Linked DNA regions of Mus musculus: regions 1, 2, 4 and 5 are each linked to region 3. Evidence: chromatin contacts called from public promoter capture Hi-C data. All regions are on one chromosome and are shown on one strand. The core of a region is the stretch at or near the end of the contact, and the rest is flanking DNA. Distances in the headings are between cores, read along the strand shown.

Region 1 (2,700 bases), core at 114-2,613, 760 kb before region 3:
ACCAGACACAAACAGCAAGACCAGTGCCAAGGCTTTGTGGCTAGGACAGTAGGGCAGGGGGTTTGAGCAAAACTTCCTGTGTCAGAGAAAGGAAAGTCAGCATAGAGACACATGGCTGTAAGCCCATTGCTTAGGCTGAGACAGGAGGATTAAAGGATGGAAGCTTTGGTATTACATAGTGAGACCCTGTCTCAAAACAAAAACAAAAAGAGAAACAGTTGGGTCTAAGGAGGTCCCTCTTACCTCCTTCCAACTGAATTTAGGGCTGAGCTTTGATAAATCTTTTGAGTATGATCTTGAGAAAGTTATTAGACCCAGGTGCCAGACTGCTCATTCATCAAGAGTCTTAAGTAATGCAATGCATCTGGGAAAGCTTGGTAAAGTTGAATGTATCATAAAGTATAAAAGAGTATTGTTCCTGATAGAGTGAGGGGCCAGTGATAGGAAGAGCCACTTGGGTGGATGCCTGGAGATTAACCATGTTGCTCATTTTATCTTCCCCATTGGCAGGAAGCAACACGGCCCTCATCTTCTAGTCATTTCTCCTCCACTCTGGTGCTCAGAAGCCAAGGTCAGATAGAGGAGTGAAGAGCTCTGCCTAAGGATTTATAGAATCTGAGGAATCTAGACTAGTCCTGCACTTTCTTACTGATAGCAGACTCCTTGGGTTGGGAACCAAAACTGCCAAGGATGGCTCTCTGGGTCCTGGACCACTGGGGAGCCCAGGGAAGAGGAGCAGGACAGGAAATAAGACTTACCAGCAAAACGTTTATCCTGAAGATACAGGGCCCAGAAGGGAAAAGAAAGGAGAGAGGAGTCATTAGAAGGGAGTCGCATAAGGTGCATTCTCCCTGCACTCTGCATCCAACCATCTGGGTCTGAGACCCTCAGCTCAGTCCATCCATCCAGCTGTTTTTCTCTCAGTCCCACCCTGCCTAGGACCTCTGCTCACCAGAACCTTAGCCATCCCTTCAAGACCACATAGAGGACACACTGAGGCTGCCACTAAGAGCCCAGGATTTCAGAGGTAGGAAAGGGCAGGCAAGAGAAAGAGGGGTTCTAGTCTGTGCCAAGCAAGTGCCCCTTCACTTGGCAGCAGGACCTTACCACACGGTAGGCCAGGAGACAGTGGCTGGTCCAACTCCGCAGGCAGGGGCAGGCAACCCGAGCAGACACAGCGAGGCCGATGAGCAGTAGCGGGAGAGACAGGAGCAAGGCTGCCAGTCTGGGGCTCCCCATGAGCTTCTGTAGGATCCGGGCGCAGAGACCATGTCTTTCCTGTCTGCAAGAGGGCAGCAGGGCCTGGCCCTGGAGCTGTGAGAAGCACACAGTACCAGCAGGCGCTCTCACCTAACCCTGCCCTAGATCCACCCTGCCCCGAAGCTCCTCCTTGATCCTAACCAGCAGGCTTGGTCACATTCCTTCTCCTGAGCCAGGGCACTGAGGAACACTTGCTTGCTCTGTAAAAAGCCTTACTGCCCTGGAGTCACAGGAGGCTCTTGGTGTGGCACAGTTAACAGGAAAGGGACCTGCACCTTGTTGTGGAGGTGCACCCATTTCTTAACCCCTCCTGCACCTCAAATACTGCCGATCTGACACACATATTACATTAGTATACTCTGCCACAGACAGTTCCACATCCTTCTCTTTGAGAAATGAACAGTTACTCTCCATTTGTCTACGCTGAATGCTGACGATAAAGAAGTGGTTGGGGCATCATTTGCTGAAGTCAAAAATGAGTAAACATTATAAAACACAAATAAGCCTCCTGCGTACCCCACATGCACTTGGGCTCCCCACCCGGCTGTCTTCCCACTAAAGCCCAGCCTTCTCTCTGTGCCCACTAGCCCTTTCCAGCTGTCAAAGTGCTCTCCATCTTTGAAGACCAACTAAATGATACGGCTTGTTCAGGAAGCCCCAGAGCTGACAGCCGAGCTCTGGAGCAGAGGGAGCAGCCCCACGCACTGACCTGGTTTCCTGTGGTTTCCGGTGCAGGAAAAAGGCTGACACGGCTCCAGGCTTTGTGGGGACCCTCCCCATCCCCATCATCTTACAGTTTCCTCTTACCATGGAGCACTTGAGCTGCAGCAGCCCTCTCCTTCCTTGGCAATGCCCGAGGGGAGGAAAGTTCAGGGCATGTCCATGGGGGCCTCTCTCTCTCTCTCTCTCTCTCTCTCTCTCTCTCACACACACACACACACACACACACACACACAAACACACACACACCCTCAGGACAGGGTTTCTCTGTGTAGTTCTGGCTGTCCTGGAACTCACTCTATAGACCAGGCTGGCCTTGAACTTAGAAATCCATCTTTGCCTCCCAAGTGCGGTGTTGGGTCTAAAGGCACACACCACCATTGTCCTCCTTGTCTCTGTTTTAAAATTAAATTTTTTTAAAAACTTAGGTGTGCGTGTGTGTCATGGTGGGCATTTAGGTGGGCAGGTGTGCTTGTCCATGCAGGTTCATGCGGAGGCCAGAGGCTGACACCAGAGGCAGTCCTAAATCTACTGGCTCATATCTGCAGCCTCCAATTTACCTATTACTCTGAAAGTCTCCTCTTGCTTTTGCATTCATGAAATGAATTGGTCCCTGCTTGGTGTCCGACTTGTTTTGAGACAGGACCTGTCACTGAACCTGGCTCTTCGCTTGCGGTTGCAGCGAGGCTGGTGGACTAGCAAGCTCCTGGGACGCACCTG
Region 2 (2,700 bases), core at 6-2,505, 630 kb before region 3:
CTTTCTTTCTTTTCTTTCTTTTTCCCCGAGACAGGGTTTCTCTGTGTAGCCCTGGCTGACCTGGAACTCACTCTGTAGACCAGGCTGGCCTCAAACTCAGAAATCTGCCTGCCTCTGCCTGCCAAGTGCTGGGATTAAAGGCATGTGCCACCACTGCCCGGCTAGTTTTCTTTCTTTCTTTCTTTTTTAAGATTTATTTATTTATTTATTTATTTATATGTAAGGACACTGTCCCTGTCTTCAGACACACCAGAACAGGGCATCAGATCTCATTATGGATGGTTGTGAGCCACCATATGGTTGCTTGGAATTAAACTCAGGACCTCCAAAAGAGCAGTCAGTGCTCTTAACCACTGAGCCATCTCTCCAGCCGCCCCCCCCCCCCCCCCCGCTAGTTTTCATCTTTTTGTTTGTTTGTTTTTTCGAGACAGGGTTTCTCTGTATAGCCCTGGCTGTCCTGGAACTCACTTTGTAGACCAGGCTGGCCTCAAACTCAGAAATCCACCTGCCTCTGCCTCCCGAGTGCTGGGATTAAAGGCGTGTGCCACCACCCCCGGTGTAGTTTTCATCTTAAAAATAAAAAAGAAGCGGTACTGGGGATTGAACCAAGAGCCAAGTGCGTGAAAAGCAAGCACTCTTATTACTGAGTGCATCCCTCAGCTTCCCCCACTGATTTTTATTGCATGGTCCTCATAATCCTGCACAGTCATCACCTCTACTTCCTAAAGAAGGTTAAAAGGCAAACCACCGGTGCTTAGACTCCAAAATGTACTCTCATCTATTGCTCCCAACATTCTCTGTATCCCGAGTGGGCAGCACTGAGAAGTCAACATCCTAGGGAACAGTCCTCCCAAGTGCAGTCACTCACCGGAAGGACTGTCCAGAAGCTAAAACCAAGTCCAGACGCAGCTCAGAGCGTGGACACGGGATAGAGGCCCAGAGGGCCGGGCTGGAGCTTAGGGTGCGATGTCTCATGCTGCTAGGCAGCCAGGAACGGAATAACATTCGGCTAGCAGCCCCAGCCCATTACGGCACTGTCCAATCAGAACTCGACTTTCCCAAGTCCTAAAGCCTCGCACACAAGTGACCACACACACCGGGAGTGTAGCACCGTGGGTCCTAGCTTATGGGTCCGGTGTAATTTTAATTTGAGTCCCTGTTGAATGAATTTCCCTCTCCTCGTAGGAAAGCCTCTCGCACACCACCAAACCCCTAAACGCCCCACTCCGCTCTCCCGTGCAGCACGCCCCGCCTCTTCCTCCGGACGTGGCCCCGCCCCCAGGACCTCCCGGCGCGCGCCTCCTCCTCCTGCGCAGCCCTCGAGGTTTGGAAAGGCGCGCCAGTATGGTTCTTCCGGGTCCCAGTTTACTCCCACCGGAAGTAGATCCTTGCTCCCGCTTATTTGACCCTAGAGGTAGCCAATCCGAGAAGAAAGTACGAAGCACCAATGAGAACTCGGGAGTGCCGGAGTGGGCGGGCCTGTGAGGTGGGAGCGGTTGGCCTGCTGGCCTCGCTGCTTGGCGATTGGCTGCCAGAGACCCGGCTCTGCCATTTCAGGGCTTTCGGTGCAATCTCAGGGCCTGCCTGCAACTTCTCGTGCTGGCCCGCACTGGAGCCACATCATTGCGGGGCGTAGTGGTACACACCGGTCGTCCCAGAACTCGGTAGGCAGAGGCGGGAGGCACGTTTGAAGCTTAACTAGGCTGGGCTTCATGGCGAGACTCTGTCTCAAGAAATAAACCGAAAGAATCTCATCCTCCCCTGCTCAAGCCTTTCTCCACCGAGCCTCTTCTGAGGCAGTGATTTTTCAGCGCTGTCCCCTCCACGTCTTGTCAGGAGGCCCCGAATGCGCCATCTCGGGCTTCCCAGGCTTCAGAGGCCAGTCTCAGGTTTGCTCGCCCTGGCTACAGCCTGCGGCACAGCTACCCGCTCCAGTCCGAGCGTGGAGAGATGGGCTTTCTTTGGAGTTCACTCCGTCCAAATGCCAGTGTGTGGCTCTAGGCAGCCTAAGGGACCAACACAACCAGCACCAGCCACCTTGTTCCAAAAAGGACTATATCATTTATAATTTTTTAAGACAAAAAAAGAATGCTTAGGCTAAGAAATATGAACTTCAGCCGGGCAGTTATGGCGCATGACTTTAATCCCAGCACTTTGGGAGGCAGAGGCAGGCAGATTTCTGAGTTTGAGGCCAGCCTGGTCTACAGAGTGAGTTCTAGGACAGCCAGGGCAACACAGAGAAACCCTGTCTCCAAAAACAAACAAAAAAAGAAAAGAAAAAAAGAAAGAAAGAAACATGAACTTCGGACACTAGTTTGACACACTAGGGCATTTTCCATCAAGCAGAGAAATTTTCGGGTTGTGCCTAAATTATTGGACTACAGACTCAAGGGCAGGGCTGGATGCTGATTAGTGTGTGTGTGTGTGTGTCTACAGAAAGGCACAGCACACCTGCTAGAACACTATTAACCAACATCAAACAAACTGGGTCTTTTGTCTCAGTTTCATTAAGCAGTAGCTGTAAGGCTCTCAGCATCCATGTTTTACTGTGATTACCTCATCTAAAGGCATGTCACCTTACAGGTGCCTGGCACTGAGAAGGCATTCTCTCCAACAAGACTTTAAGTTAGGAAAAACGCCAAGGTTGCATGTGCATTAACAGGCTGGTACACACCTACTTTGTTTTCAACTGAAGTGTCT
Region 3 (2,700 bases), core at 151-2,650:
CTGCATGCGGAAAGAACTGTCTTGACCAGACAGACTCTTATGAGACGATTCTGTGGTAGTTTATATGCTCAAAAGCCCAACATCCTGAGTTCAAGCCCTGCTTCTACTTAGCTGCAGAATGCTCTGCACCAATTACCCATTTTTCTTTCCTTTGAATAATGAGTAAACCAAGTAAGTGCATGATGCAAAAACAAAACAAAACAAAACAACCCAAAGCCACAGGAGTGCTTTGAATACAGGTGGTCTAATATGTGTTAGCTATTACTGTAATAAGTAAACTATCACCTAAATGTTGTTTGTGTTGGTGTTGCACAGTTCATCTGTGACTGTAGGCTAGGAAAAATTAATTGGCTCAGATTACAGGGATTATTTTATGATAAAAACTCAAAAGAATGAATTCCTAACCTGCTGGGTTTTAGTCTTCACACCTGTAAAGTGTCTGTAACAGCCACATCTCTCCCCCTACTTTCCAGGAGAGCTCACATGCCTGGTCCATTGTAAGTCTTCAAAACATACATGTTGAATCGGTGAATGTGTGGGCCACCGGGGTATCAGTGATACCGCAAGCTTCGGGATTCTGTCTTGCGAGTCATCTGGACCAACTTGTGGCCCCTGAGACCTAGTACAGCGGAGGCCCACAGAAGGCAGAAGATGAGTGCTGAACTGAGTAGCCAGGCTGGCTGTGTGTTGGTCAGCGTTCCACATCCAGATAATGGAGCTCTGGTTAAATGAGCCTAAAAGGAACCTTTCTGGAGACAGGTCCGGGAGATAAGGCGTCACCTGGGAGATGGAAGAGGGTGAGGAGCCTCTCAAGTAGATGGAGTAATTTGATAAAAAAGAATGTGGGTTCCTGTTAAACTGATTTAATAACACTCTTTGCTAACACTGGTCCTTTTATACATGGGGACTATCTGAGAACTAAGTGCCAATATTAGCCGTGGTTACCTTTGAAGAACAGAGGCTCTATGTGGCTCTCGTGGATGCTTACAGAAAGAGGAGTTGAGACAGAAGTGTAACTTTAGATATTTTCAAGGAGCAAGACAGATCTCTAAAGCAACCAGAGATTACTACCTGAAGAGGGAAGACCTGAGCCTAGATCTTGAACTCTCTACCAAGGCTTAGGCTTCATTTGGTTTCTTTTTCCTAATATTCAATCACCTTCCGGAATCTTTTGTTTATTCATTTTATAAGACAGATTAAAGCTGCTTTTAATCTTTCACTTATCTTCTTGTCTCTCGGGATCCAAGAGGTCCAAACGCCTGCATCGCTCCAGGCTACGCCCTGGAATGTCTCACTTTTTCCCCTTCGGTCTTCCGAAGCCGCTAACGTCCAACGCACAAGAACTACAGCTCCCAGCATGCCGTGCGCTCGCCGCGAGCGCGCCGCACGTAGCTGACGTACGGTGTAGCGCGGGGAATTTCGAGTAGAGGAGCTGCGTGGCGGGCCGGTAGCTGGCGGTCTCATCAGGTGCGGCCATGGAGGTCCTGGCCGAGCCGCGATGGCCTCCGGGGTTGGCGGTGATGAAGGTGAGTGTCGGGGGAAGGCCGGGGCGCGGACGTCGTCGGTGCGAACAGGCACCCCGGTCCGCGCGCCGCCGCCTCGGCCCTAACCTGGCCTCGCGACGCCGGTCCTCAGTTTCCAACCCCCGAGACGGTCCGGGAACGCGCCGCGGCCCTGCGCAGTCAGCCTTAGGTCGCCGCCCTAACGAACCGGATGTTTTGGGTTTCTGTCACTATCACCGCGTCTCCCCGTAAAGTAGTGTCAACGATGGTGACATCACATCCTACGAGGACTCCTGTGTTAACAGTGACACCACTCGTGATTTGTGTGGACGTTGCATCGGATGACATTTTATAATCAAGCAGTATAGCAGAGGGTCCGCTTATCATGGTTTTCCATTTCTGGCTGTGGTCCAGAAGTCCTCCACGTTCTTAACACACTGCATCCGGCTTCCCTGCCTAATGTGCCCTCCATGACTCAATAATGACGCATCTCTCTTTATTTAACTTTTATTTATTTTATTAATTTAGGAGACGAGGTCATACCCTGTAGCCCCTGGCTCACATCTTTTTAAAAGAGAGACCAGGACCTAGACCCAGCGCTTAGCCTTTCCTTTTAAGGAATTATTGCATACTGAATTATCTCCCTTAAATAACATTTAGTAGGATGTGTTGTTTGTTTGTTTGATTGTTTTTGAGACAGGGTTTCTTTGTGTAGCCTTGCTCTTGTAGGACCAGGCTGGCCTTGAACTCAGCGAGATCTGCTTGTCTGCCTCTGCCTCCCAAGTGCTGGGATTAAAGATGTGTGCCACCTCTGCCCATCCGGTGGATGTTTTTTGTTTTGATGTTTGTTTTCTACCAAGATTGGGTAGCCCTCCTGCCTCTGTCTGCTGAGTGCAGCAGGCTTACGTTGTATCTGTTATAACCTAGACGGTTTCCCTATGACAGTTGGTTATTCTTTGCTTTTATAATTGTTGTTTTTTGAGACAGGGGTTTTTTTGGATATCCTTGGCTGTCCCGTAACTAGCTCTGTCCTCTGAGTGCAGGCTTTTTCCTTCTGTTCTTACAAACAATGCATCTATTACAACCTGAACATTTCCCTTCCACAACTGATTATTGTTTGTTTTATTTTGTGTGTGTGTGTTGTTTTTTGAGACAGGCCTCCTTTGTTGAATCCCTGCCTATCCCAGAACTAGCTCTG
Region 4 (2,700 bases), core at 179-2,678, 650 kb before region 3:
CAAGTCTATGGCAGCCAGAGGAGGATGTCAAATGTCTTGATCTATCACTCCCCACCTTACTCCCTTGTACAGCACCCCTCTCTGAACCTGGGGCTAGGCTGGTGGCATGCTCCCCCTCAGTTCTGGGGTTACAGAGGCACACAGCCCCCTCCAGCTTCTTACACAGGCTCTGAGTATTTGAACTCAGGTCTTGTCCTTGAGCCGCTCGCCCACTGAACCATCCCCGAATCCTCCTGTTTTGTCTTTTCTTCCTCCTCCCCTTGAAGGAGAACCTCACCACCGGCTTGCTTAGAACATTTCACAATGCACCTATCTCTGCTTCTGAAGTGCTAAGATTGTGTCAGACACCACACCAGCTTGTTTTGAACTAGTGTTCTAAGTACTTGCACACCCACTACACAGAACTCTCAAGAAAACTTAGAGTCAGTCGTTAATAAGTCCATGTCTCAGGGAAGAAACTGAGGCTCAGAAAGGGAGAGCAGAAAGGGAGGTGGTTGACTTCAAAACCTTTCTAGCATCTTAGCTTAGTCTTCTGAGGCCTGACCACTCCAGGACAGAGGAGGGCCAAACTGGGAGAAACAGAGGTTGAACTCAGGAGGGAGAGCTGCCCTAGACAGGCCAGGTTGCGTCCTTTGCCTGGCTCCAGGGCAGACCTACCTCTAATTCCTGCCAGTTGATTCCCCTTCTAGTCTGAGCTCAATTTAGTCCCAAAGAGCCTTGCATAAACCAAGTCGGGTCAGGTCCCTTGGCCCCAAGCCTAGAGCCCCAGGAAGGGATATGCTCCACCCTCCCCACCCTGGCTCCCAGCCACGGTCACATGGCACTTTGGTCCTCTTTGGCTTGCTTCCTTAAGGATCCAGATTTAACTGCATCTCCCCCTTCCACTTCTCTTCCCTAGTCTCTTTGAGCAGTACCTGAAAGTGTGTGGGATAGAAGCCTTAGCTCTGTTTTGCTGGTGTAGGTCCTCAGTTTATCTGCCTATTAAATGGGACCTTACAGCTTTTCATCAGCCCCTTACTAGTCTTCTGAGTCTTGCATAGGTCCAGCTCCTTTTAAATGGAAGGTGAGGAGAGGAGGAGAAGGAGACTAAGAACTCTAAGGCAGGTCCCAGAACTGTTTTGAAAACAATGCCAGGTTCAAGCTGGCCAGCCTCTGGCATCTCATAAATATTGGTTCAAAAATCATCTGCTTCTAACTAAGTGCTGATTTCAAGACCATCTGTGGCTCTCACTTGTCTCCTGCTGACGACCAAAGGGCACATAAGCATGCTATAGGGCCTGTAACAGAACAACTGGGCCCACTTCTCCAGTCCGAGAGTGCTCGTCCCTAGTCCCCAGGTCCTCTGCCGCAGGCTCCTCCTCCATTGACATCAGAGCCGCAGGCGGGCCGAGGGAGCCGAGCCCCAGCCGAGCGCCAGCGACTGAGCAGGCAAACTGACCAGGCACAGACGCGGCGGGAGCTCCGCACCAGCCACCTCGGCCCTCGCAGCCAGCCCCGAGGCGGGGCAGCCGCAGGTACAACTGAGGGTTGCCCCGGCTCTGTGCAGCGGGGCGCTCCAGCCACAAGATACTGAAGCCCAAGGGTGGGAGGGGCGCCTGGCCCCTGGACAGACAGACGGAACAGGGCTGGGCCTTTCTCTCCCACCTCCCGTCCCAGGCCCTTTAGGTGCTAGGTGACCTCCATGGATATTGCCTGGATATCAGAAAAGGGTGGGGAAGGGTCTGTGTGTGTGTGGTGTATGTCCAAGCGCTAGGCCTGACCATGGAAGGGCGTGGGCATTTGGAAGAGTAGATCGGGGAGGGCATGTGAGGGGTTCCCTGAAGCAGGAATGTGCTTCAGTTGTGTAAAGGTATCTGGGAATTCATTTTTGTTGTTGCATATGGTGTTCAAGGATACACACACACTGCTGTCTGGCTTGCGGGGTAGAGTTCAGGGGAGGTTTGGTCTTCCTCTGAGGGGGTTTAGTTAGGCAGATTGTTAAGGCTTGGTTTGCTGTGTAGGGCTCTGGGCTGAGGAGTTGGAGGGCATAGACAGGACTAAGTTGCTATGTCTGGTATGTGGGAACGGATGCCACCTTGTTCGTGTGTGCATGGAATCAGTACTGCAGTGTAGGGTCTGGGTGTTTTGGATGGACAGGTAGGTGTGAGTGGTGTATATGAACGTGTGTTGATGCTGGGCATATGTGCACAACCAGGTGACGTGGTGTGCAGTGTGATGGATCTAGCAGGAAGGTGTCTGGACTCAAGATTCATGTACTGCTGATGTGGAGTGGTGTCTGCTGCAGGGTGTGGAACTGTGAGGGTCATTAGTGCTGGCATCCATGTGGGTTTGACTTTACATGGATTTACCATTGCCTCTTTCATCAGAAAACCTGGGATGCTGGCCAATGCTCTGGGAACAAGGTCCCACTCAAGGAGTGGACTCTCAGTTCTGGTCAGGGTGCCTTCTCTTCATTCTTCCCAAAGGAACCAGGAGGTTGCTTTCCCAGAGCTCTAGGGCATGAGGGGCTCTGTTCTGGCTTCAAACTCAGTTGATTCTGAGATGTTGACTTTTCTGAATGATTCCCCCAGTCTAGTAGTCTCCTACTGGACCAACACATGACACCCTTTGTCCTTAGCAAGCTTAGCTGGGACTCTCTTGGGCAACTCTGGACTCATTCTATCCATCTCCAACCTCAGTTTCCGAGATTTCTCACATGAT
Region 5 (2,700 bases), core at 41-2,540, 590 kb before region 3:
CTTAGAAGGACCTGGGCTAGGGGGAGGAGCCAGGTAGCAAGGTGAAGTGGGGGCGAGACCAGGCAGAATTCTGGCTGATCCAGGTTGGGGGGTGGTGGTGGAGGGGGGTGGAGGGTAAGACAGGATTCTAGGAGGAGCCTCACACATCGAAGCGGAGATTTTGCTTTTCCTCAAAGAAATAGTCGAGAACGAATTTGCGCACGAAGTCTGGATTCAGTGTGTTGTCAATCACCTCGGTTCGTCCGAACTGGGCAGCAGGGAGGGGTGGGAGGACGGAGCATGAACGCAAGGCGTGCAGTCGGGCTAGAGGTTCCCGGGAGCGGCCCTGAGCTGGGCTGGGGCTCGGGGACTCACCTCCCGCCACTCCTGGCTGGCCCGGCTCTGCGTGTGAAGCACCACCACTGCGGGTGAGGGCAGGGGAGGGGAGCTCGTCAGGTCGGCCCGCACCCCTCACCGCCCCACCCGCTCCTACACCCCGGGTTCCTCCTCCAGGCCCTGGAGCTGCTTACTGGGGTCCGACTTGGAGAATGTATCCAGGTCTAGCAGATTCCTAGAGAAAAGCATCAAACAGATGGACAGAGGGCTAGCTCATTCTGGCGCTCACCACCTTGACACAGTCCTGAACTGACTGGGCACCTGGAGGAGACGTGGGGTGCAAATTGTATTCCCTCCTTATTACTATTCCCAGTGACTGTTGGGGTCCACACTGCCAACATTCAGGACAACATCAGACATCTCTGACAAATGGCTCTATATGTGCCCGCACTGTCTCCAAGGGTCCAGGACTACGGCTCGCCCCAGAACTTTGGTCCCTTGTGGCCCAGCTCTTCAGCGATTCCCATAGCCCACCTTTTGAGCCGGTAGGCTTGGGTGGGGCTGCCCAGGGAGACCCCCTTTTTCATCCTGCCAGTGACTCCAGCCTTCAGCCTCAGTTCTCTGTTGCTCGCTCCTGGTCGTCCCCTCTGTGGTCTAGCCCCCTGCCCACACTGAACCCGCAGCTGCGGTAGGCTGGGGAATTGCCAGTACTTAAACCCTCCCCAGCGCGGCCCGCTCACCGGCACGACACAGTAATTTCAATCTTGGTGGCCGGGACGCTACGCTCCGAGGCTCCGCTGAGAGACATGACTGGTCCAATGGCCAAAGCCGCGTAGGGGCTGCGAGACCCCGGGTGCCGAAGCTAGGGGCGGTGGCGAGGCCGGCCCATGTGCGGAGGCAGCGGCTCTCTCCAGCCTTGTGTGCGCTCCGCTGCTCGCGCCCTGACAGTGGCCACCAGCAGCAGCGGCTCCAGATGGCAGCACAGCCCCGCCCGGCCCTGCAGGCGGCCCCCGCCCCATTGGAGCAGCCTGGAGCTAGTCGGGGAAACTCACTCAAACCCCAACTCTGGCCCACACATCCTCTGGAAACACCAGAGCAATGAAAACCTTAGAACTATCCATGGTCCTGAAATATTGGGCTGGCAGGTGGGAGTTGGTAGCCAATTCTGAGCAGCGCTCATCTTTCCCGACCCATCTTGATCTCTGGATATGAAGTTACATTTCCCCCTTAATATTTGTGTGGCCTTGAGCAAGTTACTCAATATTAGTGGTTATGGCCCTAGTGGCAGCTACTGGCATACTTTAAGATAGGCTTAGTGACCTCTGGGTATTCACATTGATGGCCTATTAGGTCAGGGCTCTGGGGAACAGTTCATTGGCACAGCACCTGGTCTACTATATGCAAAGGCCTAGGGCCCATCCTCAGTACAGGGTGCGAGAGGAGGATCAATGAATGGTGAAGAGCTCTGAATCAAGCAGCCCCCTCCCTGTGCCGTGTCCACTGCTGCCTCCACAGCCCAGAAGCCTGCCCCTCTATTGGCTCAGGTCTCCTATCCCAGAGCACTGTCGCTTCAGGGTTTAACTAAAGATGAAAGCCGCCGGGCGTGGTGTTGCACGCCTTTAATCCCAGCACTTGGGAGGCAGAGGCAGGCGGATTTCTGAGATTGAGGCCAGCCTGATCTACAGAGTGAGTTCCAGGACAGCCAGGGCTACACAGAGAAACCCTTCTCGAAGAAAAAAAAAGCAAGCCAGTGAGGATATGCAGAACTTGCACAGAACAGGTAGTTGTGGTCGAACCCACTCAGCTGCTGACCTCTCCTTCCAACCCAGTCTCACGGGTTTATATGCCACTCCTCGTGGCTTACGCTGACTGATGGGGACTGAGAATTTGACTTGGTGGTAGAGCATTTATTTGCTTATAAACACAAGCCCGGGTTTCTTTCCCCAGCAAAGAAGGAACAGAGATAAATCCTACTTCGTAACTCCCCCAAACTCCAACCCTTCATTCAGCACGAGGCCAGGCAGTGAAGATTCCGAGCAGCTCAACGACGGTCACAACCGGATGAAATGCTAATGAAAAGCCATTCAAAAAACTTGCTTTTATTTTGTGATTAGTGTGAAATTGCCTCATTTTCAGTGCAGGTGATTCTCCTTCCCAGGAAACAAAAATTGCAGAATGGGGTTTTGCTGACATTATAATCTCCATGAGGCCCTGGGAACGCCCCTGTACCCTCCAACACAATTCTGAGAGTTGACAGTAATCTGAACACCAGGGTCAGTGGAAGGCAGTGAGTGGCGAGAGTGGTCACCAGTCAGGAGGTTGGGAGGTAGAAAGTCCCATCCTCAGGCCTGCTCAGGTTTGGGGCTGCCATGTGTGCAACAGAGA

What was found. Promoter capture Hi-C pulls out the DNA fragments that hold promoters and counts their contacts.
Region 1: a contact with region 3 is called in a promoter capture Hi-C map of the HPC-7 cell line, with 3 times the contacts expected there. The contact joins the promoter of Il17re here to the promoter of Rad18 in region 3. A contact is called at or near these places in 9 of 39 promoter capture datasets (the 3T3-L1 cell line, the HPC-7 cell line, cranial neural crest and 5 more), 1 of 484 Hi-C or Micro-C datasets (CD4 T cells) and 2 of 115 datasets of contacts at active chromatin or transcription factors (astrocytes and memory CD8 T cells).
Region 2: a promoter capture Hi-C map of pre-B cells shows a contact between it and region 3, with 9 times the contacts expected there. The contact joins the promoter of Ogg1 here to the promoter of Rad18 in region 3. A contact is called at or near these places in 18 of 39 promoter capture datasets (the 3T3-L1 cell line, 3T3-L1-derived adipocytes, the C10 cell line and 13 more), 5 of 484 Hi-C or Micro-C datasets (CD4 T cells, cerebral cortex, cortical neurons and 2 more), 5 of 115 datasets of contacts at active chromatin or transcription factors (astrocytes, extraembryonic endoderm stem cells, fibro-adipogenic progenitors and 2 more) and 1 of 9 other capture datasets (adipose tissue).
Region 4: a promoter capture Hi-C map of the HPC-7 cell line shows a contact between it and region 3, with 5 times the contacts expected there. The contact joins the promoter of Camk1 here to the promoter of Rad18 in region 3. A contact is called at or near these places in 11 of 39 promoter capture datasets (the 3T3-L1 cell line, 3T3-L1-derived adipocytes, the HPC-7 cell line and 6 more), 1 of 484 Hi-C or Micro-C datasets (CD4 T cells) and 2 of 115 datasets of contacts at active chromatin or transcription factors (microglia and pancreatic cancer cells).
Region 5: a contact with region 3 is called in a promoter capture Hi-C map of liver, with 6 times the contacts expected there. The contact joins the promoter of Cpne9 here to the promoter of Rad18 in region 3. A contact is called at or near these places in 17 of 39 promoter capture datasets (the 3T3-L1 cell line, 3T3-L1-derived adipocytes, the C10 cell line and 12 more), 3 of 484 Hi-C or Micro-C datasets (brain, cerebral cortex and cortical neurons), 1 of 115 datasets of contacts at active chromatin or transcription factors (the 230-238 cell line) and 1 of 9 other capture datasets (embryonic stem cells).

What each region holds. Positions count from the first base shown.
Region 1 is chr6:113,457,434-113,460,133 of GRCm38.p6, reverse strand. It overlaps Il17re (interleukin 17 receptor E), which reads right to left and starts at 1,363. Exons shown (of 15, transcript NM_145826.6): 1 at 1,108-1,363; 2 at 759-774. The coding sequence starts at 1,239.
Region 2 is chr6:113,325,531-113,328,230 of GRCm38.p6, reverse strand. Ogg1 (8-oxoguanine DNA-glycosylase 1) reads right to left here and starts at 1,255. Exons shown (of 7, transcript NM_010957.4): 1 at 869-1,255. The coding sequence starts at 1,005.
Region 3 is chr6:112,695,370-112,698,069 of GRCm38.p6, reverse strand. It overlaps Rad18 (RAD18 E3 ubiquitin protein ligase), which reads left to right and starts at 1,400. Exons shown (of 12, transcript NM_021385.2): 1 at 1,400-1,526. The coding sequence starts at 1,476. Gm35824 (a long non-coding RNA gene) reads right to left here and starts at 1,402. Exons shown (of 2, transcript XR_377964.4): 1 at 1-1,402.
Region 4 is chr6:113,342,650-113,345,349 of GRCm38.p6, reverse strand. It overlaps Camk1 (calcium/calmodulin-dependent protein kinase I), which reads left to right and starts at 1,428. Exons shown (of 12, transcript NM_133926.2): 1 at 1,428-1,514.
Region 5 is chr6:113,280,897-113,283,596 of GRCm38.p6, reverse strand. It overlaps Cpne9 (copine family member IX), which reads right to left and starts at 1,290. Exons shown (of 21, transcript NM_170673.3): 1 at 1,056-1,290; 2 at 510-550; 3 at 355-401; 4 at 144-247. The coding sequence starts at 1,123. Mtmr14 (myotubularin related protein 14) reads right to left here. Exons shown (of 19, transcript NM_026849.2): 19 at 2,205-2,700.